2 separate regions of the Anas platyrhynchos genome follow, and region 2 is linked to region 1. Evidence: chromatin contacts called from public Hi-C data. All regions are on one chromosome and are shown on one strand. Each heading gives the region's core, a stretch centred on a gene start, on an enhancer-like site or on the middle of the called end of the contact. The rest is flanking DNA. Distances are from core to core; before and after follow the strand shown. Region 1 has its middle 5.3 kb from the start of PSEN2. Region 2 overlaps ITPKB (inositol-trisphosphate 3-kinase B).

Evidence for each region. A called contact is a pair of places that touch in the nucleus more often than the background predicts.
Region 2: a contact with region 1 is called in a Hi-C map of skeletal muscle, with 4 times the contacts expected there. The contact joins two enhancer-like sites. A contact is called at or near these places in 5 of 8 Hi-C or Micro-C datasets (F1 follicle, liver, skeletal muscle and 1 more).

Annotation. Positions count from the first base shown.
Region 1 is chr3:19,945,356-19,950,770 of IASCAAS_PekinDuck_T2T, reverse strand. No RefSeq gene overlaps it. Among named protein-coding and RNA genes, the nearest start is that of PSEN2, 5.3 kb to the right of the region's middle. Within about 2 kb of position 3,135, at least 2 of the 8 cell types and tissues checked have an H3K27ac peak or open chromatin away from gene starts, as enhancers often do. A contact at or near this core is called in subcutaneous adipose tissue, where this site is marked.
Region 2 is chr3:20,009,904-20,015,079 of IASCAAS_PekinDuck_T2T, reverse strand. ITPKB (inositol-trisphosphate 3-kinase B) reads right to left here. Exons shown (of 8, transcript XM_027453678.3): 7 at 4,216-4,287; 8 at 1-2,245. The coding sequence ends at 2,030. Among named protein-coding and RNA genes, the nearest start is that of STUM, 43 kb to the left of the region's middle. Within about 2 kb of position 3,124, at least 1 of the 8 cell types and tissues checked has an H3K27ac peak or open chromatin away from gene starts, as enhancers often do. A contact at or near this core is called in subcutaneous adipose tissue, where this site is marked.

The sequences.
Region 1 (5,415 bases), core at 1,886-4,385:
ATCGACTGTTTTAACTACATACCAGGATCTGCAGGCTAGACGTGATTCAGCACTCACAAGGAGTCTTCCCTGAATTAGCAGAGTAGGCTTATAGAAAGTGTCACACTGGCCTTCTGAGAGAGGAAATTATTTTAAGAGATGAAATGATTTGACTGGCTTTTCATACCCTTGCACTGGGTGGAAGAATGAAATGATCCTGATGCAGTTATGGAACCTCTTGCATGAATGTTGAAATAAGCAGGAGTGTGAACGGCTCTGCAGAAAGACACGGGAGACAGAAATATAATTTAGGGAGGAAAGCAGCAGTGGGTGAGCAGTGATCTGCACGTTGGCATTCTGTGCAGTACAGTGGGCATTACTTATCTTCATTAATGAGACTTTTGCTACCCCTTCTCTGGCTATCAAGGCATTTCTCACTCATTATCATCTCTTCACATCATGCAGATGAAAAAAATGAGGCAGGGAGAGGTAAAGAGCAACATTTTCAAAACTGGACAGTGACTTTTGGTGTCTCTGTTTCTGCGTGTCTGAAAGGAACCTGATCTGGACTAAGCCATGGCTTTCATGAGCCACGACTTTCATGAAGTGTTTAGTATTGTCTTCTCAGCATGTACAAGAATGAGGTTAAAGTTATCTCAAATTCAGCATTTGAAATGAGTACATGGGAAAAGTCGGTCTCATATACGCTACTCTTGCTCATACAGAAAGTCACCAGCATTACTGTTTCCCTCTCTGAATTACAGTGAAGGTAGGTTTCTTTTTAAATAATTTATCTGATGTTGACATTATTTATCACAGCTTTTGTGTTCACACGTGAAAACAGCTATAAGTCATCCACAAATAAAATGGAGGTGTCGGTGGAGTTGCATTTGCTTTTTCCTGCCATTTGCATTACCAAATTCATCTGCCTTCATAGGGAAAATGACGAAACTCTACCTTAGTTACATGTCATGAGGAACTGTACATTTTTGTTTGGGATATGAGTACTGCAGCTCTTCTGACAGCACTACGCCTACCTGCTGTCTGAGTTTTATGCTGCCTTCAGTGACAGCACAGATGCTAGCACTGAACTGCTTAGTGACTATCAGGCAATGTGTCCACGGAGCGGTGTTATTCCTTTACCAAAGATTTTGAGCAGAGTAAAGCTCCTGACTGAACCAAGCAGAAACCAGACTGCCTGCCCAGTTTTTCACAGGGCTGTTTTGCAGGAGACCAGTCAGTGATTTCAGACTACATTACTGAGCACAGATCCAAATTCTGATGCAGCATCTCCCTTTGTTCAAGTGCTCACGTAGACTCCATCACAGCATGTTCTCTACCCTGCTATTTTCCCCTTCCCCTGAAATTAGGACCACACTGTCTCCATTGGTGCTGTGCAAATAAGCAGTTCCTCTTGTGGATTTAAGGAAAAGCAACTACATCTCCACAGATATTACAGGCATTTTGGAAAACCCATATCTTGTATTCAAAATAATGTTTGTGGCTTTTATCTATTTGCAATGTCCTTTCCTCTGTTGGGTGATGACTTTCTGCCAGGCTAACTTTGGCAGTGTCAGATTTGCATGCCGTTCTCTTTTATTTCTTTCTCTGACCATTGTCTCTCACTGTGTGAGCTGTTAAATAGCAGCTGTGCTTCAACCTACCCCTGGCCAAAATGATCTCCAGGCTCAAACAGGACTTTGGGGGACAAACACGGACAGGCTTAAATCGATAGAGCTTATGCACCTGCAACAGCCAGCTCTGGCCTGTCTGTGAGAATTGCAGCACAAGTGTTTCACGAAGACTGTTTTTGACCAAGGGTGTCACCCAAAATGTCTGCAAAGTTTTCCTGCTCTGGAAACACATGCTGCTGTTAGATGAAAACAGCTGTGAGATGTACAGTGATACCGCTGGGACAGCATGGGAGGAACACCAAGGTGATCTGGGTGAGATACAGCAATGCAATGGAAAATGGCAAGCGCAACTGCATTTGTGAAAAATTACAGATAAGGAGTATGATTCATTAGCAAAGTGTAAGACCTTGCAGAATTTAAAAATAAAAATCTTCCGAAGTTCTTCTTGAAGCAATTTTTGGTTGTCACATGGTGATGAGGGGGGGAAGTTATAAAGAAGATGAGGAGGTGCTAGTTATTAGCATTTCCTTAATTTGAGACCTAAGCTTGAACCTCCTCAATACAAAAAGCTTTTTTTTTTTCTCTCTCTCTTTTTTTTTCAACTTATGGTTTCATTGTACAAGAAGAAAAATAAAAACCCTAAGGTTTCGAAAAGCTGCGGTGGTTTAACCGTAAATTTGACTTAGAACTCCTTTGTCTGATCAGTAGGAAACCCATGTGAACTCTCTTATTTATCTTAAAATGAAATAAACTCTTCAGCTACTGCACAACTGAAAATCAAACTGGCTTGAACCAGTTTAACTGAGTTGTTTCAAAACCTAATTCAAGGCTTGATTAAATGGTATTAATGCAAAGTTAAATAAACTACATGCCTGAGAAGGCTATTTTAGGAATGGCCACTCCTGCTGAAGGGGAAGGGTTTAAAAACAAACTTAATTAATTTACTTTAAAAGTTATTAAAATAAACTATTCCAAGTGCTTCCATGTAAAGAAACTTACAGAAGTATGACAGCGGATCCCTTGGAAAGCTGCTGCTTAACATGAAGACAGGAGTAAATTTAAGAAACAGAGGGAAATAAAGCCTTGTGGGTTTTGTTTTTTAACAAAAAACAAAATAGGACGTTTCCCCCTTACCCTACAGGGGAACGACAAATATATTTTTGCTGCATTCTCTGATTTCTTGCTTTTGCTGCTACAGTTGTAGCTCCAGCAATGGGCACACTAGCCACAATACAACAGCAGCAGCAGAAACTAGCAGAGCTAAAACCAAGCGTGTGAATAGCATGGTGTAATCTGACAAACAACTGGTCTCAGAACAACAGCTCTGGTAGTGCCAGGAGCTTTGCAACATGAGACATTTCACAGATTAGTTCTCCACAGAGGGCTATAGGTGCACCTAATGTATTTCGCAGGAATCTGATGACAATAAAATCTCCAAGGATTATCACAATGTGTAACAGAGTTCAGACTGGAATTGTGCTCGTGTCAAACAGCTAATCCAACTGCAGAGATGTCCGTGCACAGAAGGCCTCTGCCCCCTAGTGTATACAGTGAGACTTTCTGTTATAGGATATGGAGCAGTCTGCCTCCTTGAAATACAACGTGGAAACACTTATTTCAATGTTAATGTATAACTTACACATCTCACCCACATCCTCCCCATGGTGGCTACACGAGCAGAAGGCCCAAATAAATGGTACAGGTTCATCTGCACTGTTATGGGGAACACCTTGCTTTGTCTGCCATCTGCATTCCTAAAAGATGTTAGGCACGTGTTTTCCTTTTCTCTAGGAGTGACCTAATTTCAGCCAAAGTCACTATTGATTTATCATCGACTTCAGAGCAGCGCTAACTCAAAGGATTTTTAGTCATGCAAACAGATCTGCTGACTTCTTGGAGTCTGGTATTGCCTGAAGGATTTGTCCTGAAATCTGGAAAGCAAAAGAGATACCAATAGCTTTAAAGGCATAATACTCCATTGCAGGTTAATGCATTTGCCTCCTAAGAAGGTACTTGATTTATTTTACTTTATTTATTTAGCAGAACTGTACAAAACACACATATGAGGAGACAGGACAAGCTGTTTGAATGAGCAAGACGTTGCTGATACTACATTGATCTGGATGTATCACTGTTTGCTTTCTGACCGCAGACCTCATCAGATTTAATTCCCCTTCTGCTGCCAATACCTTGGCCTTGTCTGTTTGATTCCGATCTCATGTTTAACTCATTTCTACATACATTAGAAAGCAGCCACCTACACGGTTTCTATGATGCTACAAATGCTGGAATCAATGGACCATGAGACTTAGGTCTGTGTAACACCATGGGAGACATGTTCAGCATGAACACTCATAACAGTGTCAGCTGCCCACTGGTCAGTATCTTCTTACAATTTAAATGAAACCATTCCATAGCTGGCACTCCATCATGAGCCCTGACTGCATGCTAAATAATTTAACAAATGAGTAGACTTCCTTAAGTTGTGAGGAAGAGGTTTACTTTGTTATTCAATAATCAACTTCCCTTGAGGGACTAGAGATTTACTGAGTGGAGTAGACCAAGCAAGACTCTTTCAAAGTACTGTCTATTCTAGTATAAAACCTCAGATACACTAGGCCTGGCCCTACTCATATCTTCTGGATAAGCATAAGAGGTTATTTATTTATTTATTAGAGATGGTGTTGTATCTGTTTCCATTTGAAAGCCAAGGGAACATTTCTGTGTTTGAATTTTTATCAGTAGTTCTATTTGCAGCTTTTGTACCTCCTGAAATAAAACAGTCACAATTCCTTGCATATATTTGGATGGTTGTAACAGTTTATGACCAAAAGCTCCCCAGGACCTCCTACTGTAAAGCTGTAAGTACAAAAATTGAACAAAGTAGGGCAATTCCACAGCATGTCCTTCTTGTGGTTTAACCCAGCTGGCAGCTAAGCACCACGCAGCTGTTTGCTCACCCTCCCTGTGCAGTGGGATGGGGGAGAGAATCAGAAAAAAAGTAAAAGCTTGTGGGCTGAGATAAAGACAGTTTGTTAGGACAGAAAAGAAAGAAAATAATAATAATAATAAAAGCATGACACCATATGGAATGGAATGTACCTTTGGCCAGTCTGGGTCAGCTGTCCTGGATCTGTCCCCTCTCAGCAACTTGTGTGCCCCGAGCCTCCTCTCTGGCAGGACAGTGTGAGAAGCCGAAAAATCCTTGGCTTAGTGTAAGCACTGCTCTGCAACAATTAAAACATCAGGGTGTTATCAACATTATTCTCATCCTAAATCCAAAACACAGCACCATACCAGCTCCTAGGAGGAAAATTAACTCTATCCTATAGTCAAAACCAGGACAGTCCTTAGGTGCTTCAGAACAACCAGAAGTATGGCAACAACTGCTTCTGGCGAGACTGTGATCCCCCAAATCATAGAGTTGTGATGCAGCTTGTCACACAATCGTTTTGGGAACTGGCATGCTTTACATTATCTGTGAGAGATCCTTCAAGGAAATGGCTTCACAAATCTGTTTAAAGAAGAGAGAAAAAACAGAAATATTTTGACGACAATATAAATACAGTGTGGGGGTTTGCTCAAAGAGTCTGTTAACTTGCTCTTGGGTCAGATGCTTTTCATGTGATGCAGCTAGGGAAAAAAAAAAGTAAAACATGACTGAAAAGCTGACTGAAAGCTGTATGGTAGTAACTCTCAAGGATGGATGGACTGAAATACCTCTTTGTCTTCCTATTATCCACTTATACAGAAAAGGAACACTAAATTAAGCCATTTTTTTGTCTCTGAAAACTACCAAAGG
Region 2 (5,176 bases), core at 1,875-4,374, 64 kb before region 1:
TCTGAAGCCACAAAGTGAGGAATCTATTTTATAAAGTCTTAAAAAATAATATATATATATATATATATATATATATAAGAGCACAAAGCTAAAGTACAGCAATAACTGGTACATATCTAGGCATATCGCTTCAAACCTTTTCTCCAAAGGTGGAAAAGGGATGGTTTAAAAACTAAAAACACAGTTAAAAAAAAAAAAAAAAAAAAAAAAAAAAAAAAAAAAAAAGGATTCCATGCATGAAGCTTTAGTGTTCTGTGCAATTAAAATGGGATGAAAATAAATATAACATTAAAAAAAAAAATCCAACCTTTTCCATGACACTAATGGAACAGAGGCAAGTCTGTAAGGCACTTCCATAAGGGCTAGTCTAGAAAGCCTGGTGAAGAGCTGCAACAATGCAACCATTTACAATGGCATCATATGAGCTAAAGACATTTGTCTGCTGAGACAGGAGCTGACGAAAACCTTGGGGAGTTTAATCCTTGGGAAAGAGGCTGGGGCACAGCTGTTGGGGGCTCGACAGCCCAATCCCCCTTATTGCTGCCAGAAGACGCCCCTCAGCAGGGGAGTGATGCTCAGCAGATGATGGCAGAGGGGCTCTCGAGCATCACTGCCGGGAGCGAGGTGAGCCGGGGCCTGGGGCTCAAGCAGGTGCAGGGTTTGTGGCTGCAGCTCGGTCCTGCCGGCCCATCAATAGCTGACCTTTAGAGAGCCAGTGCTGATGTGAGCAAGCTGCTTAGTTCAAATGTTCCAGGAAGTTAAAAAATAGCCTCCACCCTGAATAGAGAACTGGTTGTTTTCACAGGACTCGAAGCAGGGAGGCCAAACACAGGCTGGGAAGCTAGCAACTGAGCGTAGCGGCAGAGCCAGCAAGCAGTGCAAGAAAAAGGGAAGGCACAGGAACGCCTCGCCTCCCCCCTCTGCTTTGCCACACAAGCCTAATGGGGCACCTTGAGTGCTGCTCGTCTGCCAAAACTCCCAGCTGCTGGGAAGCACCGGGCAAGAAACTGGCACGGGTACAAATGGTGGAGGTGCTCCAGGTGGGAGGGTGGTTCTGGGCCAGGAGCAGGCATTGGCAGCACAACCCAAAAAAAAAAGAATGACCAACCTGGATGTCTACCTTACATCTCATAGGCGTCCATTACAAACTGTTTTTCTCCCTGCCAGCCCTGCCCAAAGCCTTTATTCACTGTGGAAGGTCAGTGAGGAGCTCCTGGCATTGCCCACCCAGCCAGTGCAGCCAAGGTGGGTGACATGGGGGGGCAGCACCCGGCCGTGGGAGATACCTGTACCCAACCGCATGGCCCTGCAGCGAGAGCAAAACCCTCACCCTCCAGTGTGACTCCAAAATAACAGAGAAACCTCCACAGGATTAATGGAATGTCTTCAACACAAAAACTCAGGTCTGCAATTCTAGTGATTTACGCACTCAGCAAAGACAGTTCCCAGGGCAAAAGGTTCTGGCAAAGGCAACTAAAGGTAATCAACCCCAGTGTCTTTTAACATCTTCAAGCCTTGCTCATCCACCCTGGGTACTAAAGGGTCCCACGCGTGGCCAGAGGTGTTTTGGAGGTGAAGCTGCTGAACCCAGCACAGGCAGAGGCTCCTTCCTCCACCACAGCCCCGTGGCTGGGCAGCACTTCAGGGCCTCGGCTGCAGCATCCCCTGACCCACAGCGTCTCCATGGCCACCCAGGAGGAAGGTTCCCTTAAAACCATGCTGCACAAGAGACAAAAGCATGGTAGGGAAAGTGTGTGTTTGCCTAACCAACCCCTCCCCGGCTGCTCCAGCACAGCCGGGCTACTGACTCTGTGAAGCCAAGGTTTCAAGTTCAGGAGTTGTTCTGGAAGGTTAGCTCTGTATTTACATGTGGAATTAAAAAAACAAAACAACACAACAAAACCACCTTAAATAGGGAGAGAATAGCTTTAAAATGGGAAGGGCAAGGGTTGGAAAGTGTCTTGTAGTGCAGTTCAGAAGAGTCAGTTGGGAACAGGTTGGGGGTAGTGGCAGAGTCGGACGCATGGCTTTAATGCGAGTCCTCCTTCTGGGACAACTCTGTCAGGATCTGGATGAGATTGTCCAGTCCCCAGAGGTAGCCATCCTCTCTGTTCCCTTCCACCCAGGGCACGTTGTGCTGCAGAACTTGTCCCTCTGGCAGCGGGGTGGTTTTCCCAAAGTCAATCATCCAGACTTTGGCTTGCTCCTTTTTGTCGTGAATGAAGAGGAGGGAGCTCCCGATCACCTGCGGAGACAGGGGGTCAGTTAGTTGTGCACCTGCTTCACATCAAACCCAGCTCTGACACCTCACCTAGAGCTGTGTTTGCAAGAGGTTATGCCGAGATTTTGCATGAGCAAAAGCAAGATCAGTGCTTTGCCAGCAGTGTTTGCCCATGCAAATCAGGCATTCAGACCGGCTGATTTATTCATACAATTCCCCGCTTCTGGCAGAAGAAAAAGGTCAGCAAAACACAGGCACAAAAGGTACAGATGTGATTGCGGAAACTGAGTCAAGGTTCCTGGGGAAGGAGTGAGATGAATCCCAGCCTCCTGACTGAAGGTTTTCCAAAGCTGGCTCTTGGTGGCTGGTTAGCACCATTCACACCCACCAACTCTGCAGGCATCGCTGTAGGAACAGGTATGCTCCAAGGACGAGGTACTTACAAACTGCTGCCTGAAACATCATTTGATAGCACCCAGATCTCCCCCTAGAGCATCCTGGCTTTTACAGTGCTCTGCACACACGTTATGGGGGTGACCAGACACAAATTTCCTCTTCCACAAATTCCTTCTGCTACTTTGGAGGGTTCACTCTTACTGACTGGCCTTCCAGCCACAAACCCCAGGAAAGCCTGCAGGTATTTTCATCTGTGAAGGTGAAGCGCATCGTCTGGATGTGCACAGATTTGGTGGACTGTGAGCCCACATGCTCGTGTCACATACGGGGACTTCAGGTGTGCAAAGCGCAATGGCCTCAGCACACACACCATGCTGTGCAGATACCTGGAAACAGGTCGCACACCACAACCTGGGCAGACCAGAGGAGGAGCACAGCTCTGGGGACATCCTGCTGGCATCAGCCCTTCGAGGCAGCAGCACTGAGTGCCACCAGGGACTCCCATGTCCGTCCTGTCACTGGGGTTTGCCTTTAGACAAGGGTTTTAAGCTGGATGCGTGTGCTGTTTGCGATGTATTCACATTTTCAAGGAGACTTCCTCCTCCAGTGCATTGGGAAAATCTCCAAGTTCCAGCAACATGCATTATTTCCCAGAAATGCTTATCTTCAGCTCTTCTCCTAAGCTCTTAGAGCCCTCTCTTGGCCAGGATACAGCATTTTAAGGAAAAGCCTTTTGCTGACGTTCTTTGCTTGCCTGGCCTGACTCACCAAGTTCTCTTGCAGCTGCTTAGAGGAGCCCCAACCCACACGGGGAGACGTGAAGGGCCTGGCAGCCCTCCTGCTATGCTTCATCTTGAAGTTTGGTGGAAAGTCAAAGCCTCTTCTTTACAATTTTTAAGGATTGGAAACTCCTTTCAAAGCCTCTTTGAAAAGGCTGTTTTGTTCCTGCATTTTCAAATGAACTCTTTGGCACTTCACTCCAGGGAGCATTTTGTTTCTGTCATTGAACTGACCCAAAACACTCAGCTGTGACATTTCCCTGGGTTTTCCCATTGCCATGCAGGCACTGCTGGGGGGAGGCATTCATCAAGGTCCATCAGAGGGGCAGCACAGCTCTGCTGGGCAGGGGGAGCAGCGACTCCCAACACGTTGAGCTAGGCATTATTCCTGCCCGTATGACAACATGTGCCAAGGAAATGCACTCTGCAGTTTGCCAGGTAGATGAAATGGCATGGAGAAACTGGCAGCCAAATGATACCTGACCTGTGCATTCAGGCAGGAATTTCTCCCAAGAAGACCTATTTTTAAACCAGGATTTATTTCCAGTCATATAAAACCATAAGCAGATCGAATTCCTTTGACATCACTTTTAATTTGTATGAACATTGATTTCCATTAGATCTGAGCCCGTGTCAGATGCATGAACACTATTTCAGTCACCTGCTGTCAGTATTAGATAAACAGGTATGGAAATATAAGAATAAATTCAAAACTGAAGAAATTTACAACCTCTGAATTTGACTCCTCCCTGAACAAGCTGGGGTTAAAGCAGTCAGATCTACCTACATGGCACCTGAGGAAGGGAACGTGAGCGTTACCTCATGGCACTTGAAGAAGGGGGATGTCTCCAGGGTGGCACGGATACCCTTCAGCCGGATCAGGTAGCTGTTCTGAAACCACAAAGGCAAACAAACCCTCAGTGCTGACCGTGTGCTCCTCACAAGCAGCCCTGCAAACTGCTAAAAGGCACTCAGGGCTCCTCGGGGCCCCTTTGGTAATTCATCTCTGAGGTGTGGGCAGGAGGACGAGGCACAGCCTGTGCACAGCAGGTACCCTGGCAATGTCACACAATTAAACTGCTCACGCTGTGACTGCCTGAGGAGATGGTTTGGCCAAGGAGTCCAGAGACTGCGTGTGACAGTGTGAGAGCTCCAAGCTCTCCGCAGATAAAACACAGCCAGGCAGCTTAATCTGCAGATCCAAGAGTAATCCCTGGGTAACTGCTGTCAAAGCAAATTTGAAAGAGGCAGTGCCGAGGGCTACCCCATCTGCAGCCCTTCATTTGTAGGCTTTACAGAGTGCAACTTAAAATAAAGCCCTTTGTCAGTAGGATATTTGACACAGCCCATATGAATTGCTTACAGCTCGTGTTCTCCTGGCAGTGCAGCACAACTTGGGAAATGCCAGCTGTGGCGTGCCCACGAGAAGGGCACCCGCTGCAGGTATGGGGGTGCCTTGGCCTCTCCTCCTGCCAGTGAGCTCGGGGCAGGAGTCTCTGGCACCTGCTGTGTCAAAGCCAAGGCTAAAAAGGAGGCTCGGAGGCTGCCATCAGTCCTGGGGGTGACGGGGCAGAGCCTCTGCAACAGGCTTTGTGGCTGAGCCCTCAGTGGACTTGGACCTGATGGGTGCTGCTGCAGTGAATGTGTCCCCTCCCAGCTCTCCTCTCCTCACCCTCACCACAGGATGGTGTTTCTCTCTGCCATTTTTCTTTCAAGAGAGCTCCCCTGGGCTGTGGAGTAGCCTCTAAAGGAGAAGCCCTCTCGCTGCAGCTCCCACAGC